Linked DNA regions of Mus musculus: region 1 is linked to region 2. The links are chromatin contacts, called in public Micro-C maps. All regions are on one chromosome and are shown on one strand. The core of a region is the stretch at or near the end of the contact, and the rest is flanking DNA. Distances in the headings are between cores, read along the strand shown.

Evidence for each region. A called contact is a pair of places that touch in the nucleus more often than the background predicts.
Region 1: a Micro-C map of embryonic stem cells shows a contact between it and region 2, with 2.7 times the contacts expected there. The contact joins the enhancer-like site here to the promoter of Pip4k2a in region 2. A contact is called at or near these places in 1 of 39 promoter capture datasets (the C10 cell line), 1 of 484 Hi-C or Micro-C datasets (embryonic stem cells) and 2 of 115 datasets of contacts at active chromatin or transcription factors (embryonic stem cells and memory CD8 T cells).

Annotation. Positions count from the first base shown.
Region 1 is chr2:19,391,270-19,394,957 of GRCm38.p6, reverse strand. Msrb2 (methionine sulfoxide reductase B2) reads right to left here. Exons shown (of 5, transcript NM_029619.2): 4 at 1,603-1,750; 5 at 1-707. The coding sequence ends at 603. Among named protein-coding and RNA genes, the nearest start is that of Gm33940, 21 kb to the left of the region's middle. Within about 2 kb of position 1,832, at least 9 of the 459 cell types and tissues checked have an H3K27ac peak or open chromatin away from gene starts, as enhancers often do. A contact at or near this core is called in embryonic stem cells, where this site is marked.
Region 2 is chr2:18,995,989-18,999,692 of GRCm38.p6, reverse strand. Pip4k2a (phosphatidylinositol-5-phosphate 4-kinase, type II, alpha) reads left to right here and starts at 1,572. Exons shown (of 10, transcript NM_008845.4): 1 at 1,572-1,841. The coding sequence starts at 1,698. It overlaps 4930426L09Rik (RIKEN cDNA 4930426L09 gene), which reads right to left and starts at 1,374. Exons shown (of 1, transcript NR_024323.1): 1 at 1-1,374.

The DNA.
Region 1 (3,688 bases), core at 583-3,082, 400 kb before region 2:
TTTATTTTAATATTTGAAGTTTAGTGCTGTAACAAAGAAAAGAAGGAGAGCATTGTCGTAGTCGCTAAAATTCACTCAATTCACATGGATCCCAGCTGTGTGTTGTAAGGCTGAGTCAGTGGAGTTTTGGATAAGAAGCCACAAGTTTCATCCATTATATCATCATGGGTATGTGTGTCCCATGCTCGGCTACTTTGTCCTCCTCTTCAACACTGGGATCTCTCATCTCTCATCTGTTCCAGCCCATCTCTTTTCTCTTCCCCCTGAGCCCTCATCTGTGTACATCCATGAAGAAATGAATGGAGATGGGCAACTCAGGTTCCCTTCAGAGGCTTTAGGGACCCTCGTCAGTCCACGAACCTGTGGAAATCCTGCCTAGGTCCCACCCTGTGGTCTCACCCGAAGCCTTGGCAGCCAATTGAAATCCCATGGCCCAAGCGGAAGTCAGGTTGAGTTGCTTTCAGGTGACTAAGAAGCTGTGATTCCCCTGTGGCCAGTAACAACCTTCACCTAAGCCTTCAGTACATAAAGCAAGGCATCCATCCGAGTTACAGAACCAAGGCTCCACAAGGAAGGGCAAAACACAGGCCTCCTGCAAACAGTCAGGGCTTGCTGGGTTTGAACTTCAGGGCCACACTGTTGATGCAAAACCTTTGGCCAGTGGGCTTGGGTCCATCAGGAAACACATGGCCAAGGTGAGCTTCACACTGCAAGGGAGAGACAACATCTTTGTCACTCTCCAGGAAAACAGCCCCACATGGCCCACCACACCCCAGAGCCTAGCATCTGGGAAGCATGACCATTTGCATTAGAATTTGGTTCAAAAATGGACAACCGGATATACAGAGAGCTGTGGTAGTGAGCAGTCCTACTTCTCCAGGGAGCATGTGGGCAAATGATTACACCGAGGCCTTGACTTGCTAATCTGTCAAATGGTGACAATAATAAGGAGCCATCATGAAGATGAATGAACACAAGGAGGGGAAGGATTCATATAAACTGGGGGAGCACCCAACAACCACTTTTCTTTCCTTCAGACAAAACTTGGCCCTTTCCATTTGCCAACCTCTGCCAGTTTATACAACACGCCAGGAAATGTGAGTGCCAATGACATAAAAATGAGTTTCCTTGAGCTGGGAAGATTGGTGAAACAGATAAAAAGCAGTTGAGCCACAGTTCTGACCATCTGAGTTAATCCCCACAGTGCTGACCATCTGAGTTAATCCCCAGAAGCCATGGTAGAGGAGAAAACCTCCCTATGTGTACAGTGGTGCCTGTGCATGTGTGCACACTCGTGTATAATAATAATGATAATGATAATAGTAATAATAATAATGACAACAATAACTACAACAACAATAAAATACAAAACCAAGTTTTGTCTGGATCTGAGCTCCCCTCCCTAGGTTCCCAGAAGAAGTAAGATGCTAATGTCTCTGCCTTTTGGTGTCATATGGTCAAGCAGGAACGGGATGGGAGAGAGGGATCACTAAGTAGAGTGAATTTTAATGGCAAGGTATATCATGGAAGAACAAGAGAGGCACCAAGAGAAAAACAGCTCCTTTCCTTTCAGAGAAAATGAAGAAAAGAAAAACACATCACCTGCTTGCAGACCACCTCCATGCGAGGACATCCTAAGGAAGTGTCCAGTCGTCTCAGGATCCCTGTGTGACTTTCATCTGAGCCTTTTGAGCCGTAAGCCTCAGAAAATGAAGGCCAGCCGGTGCCAGAACAGTACTTCTTCTCAGAACTGCAGGAGTCAGTACAGACCCACAGCGTTAGAATTGGAAGACAGTGCAGACCCACAGCCATTACACATGGGTGTTGGCAGAATAGCAGTTTCTTAGGTCCCATCCCTTTGTTCTGAGCAAGACTCAGCCCCCACTCCTTCTGCCAGATTCCAAGCTGGGCTTCATGAATAGTCAGTTCCAGGGAATAATTCCTTCTGTCCCTTTGTGTTCAAGACATTATCTGGCCATAGTGAAATGAAGTATTGTTCTTTAAATGCTAATGGCTTCTTTCTCTGGGTCTGACCTAAAAGAACTAGAAAGACTAAGGCTATGTGAACTCATTTGCATATGAGGACCACAGATCAAATCCTCAAACGCTAAAGGCAGAAAAGGAAGAGATGGAAAAGGAAAAACAACAGCTTTTGGAGTGTGGTCTACATGGCAGAGGCGCATCCGCATAAGATCTGGTGAAGCAGCAGTTGGTAGCAGTGGAGATTTCTATTATGGGAACTCAGGCTGTCCTGGAGAATGAGAACCCCACAAGCCACTTAGAGATGCGAAGGTAGAGAAACCGCTCAGTCTCCTGGGGACACAGCACCTGTCTTGCAGAGATCCTTTGAGGAGTCAGGAAGCCTCCATGAAGCCAGGTGAGGTGAGGCAGGTGCTCACGAGCACTCATTATGGGTTACTGTCATTAGTCAATTAGCTTAGCACTCTGATTAATTACTGGAAAAAGCCTGATGCTTAGGATGGTCTCCCAGGGACAAAGGATGCTAATGGCTGGAGTGGGCCAAGTAGCTGAGGAGAGGAGGCAAGAGGACTACTGGAGATCTGCTCTCAGAATGCCTCACCCTCAGGAGCAGGTTGCAGCTTAGTGGCAGAGCCTGGCACATGCAAGGTCCTGGGTTTGATTTCCAGCATCATCCCAAAAGAAAGACTTAATAATCTTAGAACTCACATAGGAAAGTGTCTGTAAACAACAATGGAAAAATAAAGAAACTTTCAAACAGCATAGAGATGATTCTCTCTACCTAAGAAAGAAATGATTTGAAATTAAATTCTGCCTTAAACTAAGCCGACAAGACATGAGTGGTAAACTCAGCTGAACACACAGGACTCTTCTGTGCCCCCAAACTATTAAGGGTCCCCAAATGCTTTAGTATGGGTTTTAAATACTAATATTTAGCAAGATTAGAAATATGACTTGGAACTTTAGAATATGTAACTATTATAGTACTTTTTTTTTGAGTCAGTTTCATTGTGTAACCCAAGATGGCCTTGAGCTCATAATCTTGCTGCCCGGCTTGTTCAAGCGCTAGGACTATAAACTCATATCACCACGCTTGACTTTTATGGGTTTTAAAAAGTAGTAAATTCTTGGTGAGTAGTGGTTGTACACACCATTAATCCCAACACTCAGGAGGCAGAAAGAGGAGTATCTCTTTGAGTTCCAGGCTACCCTGGCCTTCAAAGTAATTCCCAGGATAGCCAAGGCTACACAGAGAAACCTTGTCTCAAAAACAAACAAACAAACAAACAAACAAAACAAAAGTAATAAATTATTTTTATGTTAACAGACATTTTGTGACTGTTATATTTTCTTAATTGAACCAGGTTTTATAAGAATTGCATTATTTCATAGTTTTCTTTTTTTTAACTTTTTATTGGTTATTTTATTTATTTACATTTCAAATGTTATCCCCCTTCCTGGTTTCCCCTCCACAAACCCCCATCCCACCCCCACCCCCCGCTTCTGTGAGGATGCTCCCCCCACCCACCCACTCCTACCTAACTGCCCTAGCATTCCCCTATGCTGGGGCATCAAGACTTCACAGGACCAAGGGCTTCTCCTCCCACTGATGTCTGACTAGGCCATCCTCTGCTACATATGCAGCTGGAGCCATGGGTCCCTCCATGTGTACTCTTTGGCTGGTGGTTTAGTCCCTGGGAGCTCTGGG
Region 2 (3,704 bases), core at 323-2,822:
GTGCTGAATTTGGTTGTAGATTCTTGTGAAAGGATGCCTGTGGGCAAGCTATGAAAATTGGTTTAGATAGACTCTTTTCTGAGGTCAGGCGACAGTTTATGAGTTATCAGTAAGATAAAGACTGTACAGCCCCACAGCCCCTCCACCGCCCCCAGACAGGGTTTCATGGATACCTGGCTTGGCTTGAACATACCTACCTACCTGAGGATTATATTGAATTTCTGATCCTCTAGCCTTGCCTCCTGAGGGCCAGGATTACAGGTCTGCAACATTGTGTACTTTTATCTACTGCTGGTTTTGAGTGTAACAAACAATCTATAGCATAGTCCCTAAAGTGACCTTTGTGTCAGGCTATACCTAGTCACACAAATAACATCAGTCTCTGGTTAAATGATTTGGTCAACTAGTGGAACTGTGGGTCAAGTTTATGACTTCTCAGCATTAATTTAGGCTGGTTTTGTTATTATCTTCACCCCCTTTAGCCATTAACAATGGTGATGCTTGGTACCAGAAGAAGCAAGGAATCATTGCGGCGGCGGGGCGGGGGGGGGGGGGGATAGTATTAACAAGTTAGAATGACCAAGGGGATTTTGGGGGCAACCGTGCTGAAAGGTCAAATGAAGAAAAGGAAGGTCCGCACAGGATCTGCTCCCTTTTTGTTCCAGGCGTTACTCTTTGTCTTCTTGAAAGATCTAAGGACTGTAGACTTGCAACAACAAATGCCAGCGTAAGGACGACTAATTTCAGTGTGGGGTGGTAGTGGTGAAAGGCTAAACATTTTCAAATCAGAAGGTGCATGTCCAGAATAAGAGAAGGAAGGGGTGGCCTGCAAAATGATGGGTTCCAAGCAAACGGTCCAGACTGGGGCATGGCTGTCTTGACTAAAGCAGGGGTTTCAGTGAAGAATCCCAGAGTAGGTTGGGAATGACATTCTAGTATCCGATAGCATGGGAAGGCCCAACCAGGATACAAAAGGTTAGGAAGTTCAAGGCGGGGACTCCCTGGCAGACAGTTGACAAAGAGGAGCCAAGGTCCTTTCCCTAGATGCTGGGGAAGCCCGGGGCCCCGAAGAAGCGCTCTGGGTCCCACGAACTCGCCAGCCCTTGGCACGGGAAGCGGAGGTTCCCGGACATTCCTGGCTGCCCCATGCATCTGGGGGCTCCCTCCTCGGAGCTCCCTTGGCTCCGTATCCTTTCCTTGCTCCTCCCCAGGAGCGAGAAAGGCATGCTCACGCGAGTCTCCACACTCCGCAGCAGCCTCCCCAGACGGATCGCGGCCGCCAGGAGAGTGCTCGTCTTAGCACCGGTGGCGGAGCGCACAGAACAGCTTAACGGTCCGGCATCCGCATCCGCACCCGCCCCGCCCGTCGGCGCCGCTGCCCCGCCCGCCTCTGCGTCATGACGCTAGCGCCCAACGCGGAAGCCGCCCGCCGCCTGGACCAGCCGAGGGCTGTGCGCCGAGCCGCGACGGGCGGGAGCCGGCGGGGGCGCGAGGCGAGCGCAGCTGCAGCCTAAGCGGCCGAGCGCGCGGAGCGGGCGGAGCGAGCGCCCAGGACTGAGCGCGGGCGGAGCGGGGCTGGAGCAGGCGCGCAGCGGCGGCCGCCCCGGGGGATGCAGCTGCCTCCCCGGGCTGGCGTGTAGGGAGGGCGGGTCCCCGGCCTCGGCGGCGCGGCGGTGGAGGGGACCGAGACTGCGACCATGGCGACCCCTGGCAACCTGGGGTCCTCCGTCCTGGCGAGCAAGACCAAGACGAAGAAGAAGCACTTCGTGGCTCAGAAAGTGAAGCTGTTCCGGGCCAGCGACCCGCTGCTCAGCGTGCTCATGTGGGGGGTCAACCATTCGGTAAGGCTCCTCTGCGGCGCGCTCCTCTTGCTCCTCGGGCTCAGCCTCCCGGCTCTGCTCCTCCTGCTGCAGCGGTGGCAGGGCGGGGACCTCTAGCCGGCTAGCTCGGTCGGTCCCGGGCCCTCTGGCCACTCGCCTCTTGGGGTACCCCTAACCCCACGACAAGCGTCCATCTCCTGGGTTTCTCCGGCGGCGCTTGCGCTCCCTTTGGAACCCAGGGAGGGTGCAGGATGAGAAGCATTCTCTGTTCTGTGCTTCTGAGCCTCTCCGCGGCTGTCCTGTCCCGCATTCGTCCTCCCGCCGGTCGGTGCTCGCTGTCCGCGAAGTGGGAAGTTTGTGCGGGGACCGACTCTGTCTCAGCTATCAGTCCTGGCGGGGAACCGCTCAGGGCCCAGTCCGAGCGATCGCTCCACTTGTCTGGGACCGATGGGCCCTCCTGCCCTGAGCGGGTGGGCAGGTGAACCTGTCCCTGTCAGGAAGAGTCCGGAGCTTCTCGGAGATAGGACTGGAGTGAATCAGAAGATTTTGGGCGGCAGCTTGAGAGCTTAGCTTTCTTTTTTCCTTTAAAGGCAGTATTGTCAGACTCTAGGAGAATTTTTTTGGGGGGGTGGGGGGTGGGGGTGGGGAAGACGGGCAAAGGAAAAAAAAAAGCAACGTAAATATGGCCCTGGTGCTGAGCGTCTTCTCTTCATCCCTTCCCGCATCGCCCAGCTGCTGTGCCCTTTCCAGACCTCCTGGCGGGGAGTCTTCCTCCCTCCCCCTTGCTTCCTCCCCTCCTTGGGGAGCCAGGCAGAAGTCACAGACTTCTGCAGAAGGATGGCCTTGGTGGTGATAGTCGGAGGGGGTCCCGGCGGTCGCGAGTTCGAGGTGGTCTAGAGTTAATTACATCCATTTTGGAGGTTGTTTAAAAGACTGTCGGGGTGCGCGTTGGGGAGGGTTAGTCTAGCGCACAGCTAGGGATGTAAGGAGGTGCGCGGCTGCAGACTCTGCGGACTGCGGTGTGGGGGGCTGAAACAGCGTCCTGCTGATCTGACAGCGAGAAAACTCCTGCAGCTTTAATCTTCTTAGATGGGCTCAGGAAACGTGATAGGCGCTGTTGGCTGAGCCTTGAAAGTTTCAATGAGCTTGTGAATTTTGACCATGACCTTACCTACTGCAGTCAGCCAGCTTCAGAGAGAGAGCTTGAGCCTGCTGCTCTGCTTTTGTTTTCAGTGGATGCCCAGGTGTCCCTTTCAGCATAATGTAAGTGACAGAAAGCCAGCGTGGTTTTTGCACTCTTAAATTAACAGAGTTGTTTAAAATGGCTCAGTATCTTTTATTTATAGTTTTCCTCCCAAGCAGAGCTGGAGAAAGGTGAAGCAATATGAAGATGATTGTGTTTATCTGGAACGTTTTAAAGAGTTGAGAAATCTATTACTTTACTGCTGGGTCTACTGGGGTTCATTTTACTGACATCTTTAGCTGTTAGGAATGTCAACTGTTAAAACAGCAGACAACAATGCACCCCCCCCCCCCCGTTTTATTTCAGAAAGCAAAGTTACAGTTTTCCATTGCCATAAGTCTCTAATTTAGTTATGTTTGGTTTTGTAAAGTTCTTTTTGTTATTTACCTTACTATTAGCAACTTCCTAATTATTGCAACTGGGCACGCACGGTTAATGCAGGTTGGGCGTGGACCCATGTTTACGGCCCCTTTAAATCTCCTTTTGGAATTCTGGTGTTTTGGTTAGGAGTCTATGTTTAAGTAGTGGCAACAAAATGCTGCTGGGGGTGGGAGTGGTGGGAAGAGTGACTGAGAATGTCTGGAAAAAGTTGCCATTGGGCACTTCACTGTAACATTTGGGTTGCTACCTTGTGTTTATTT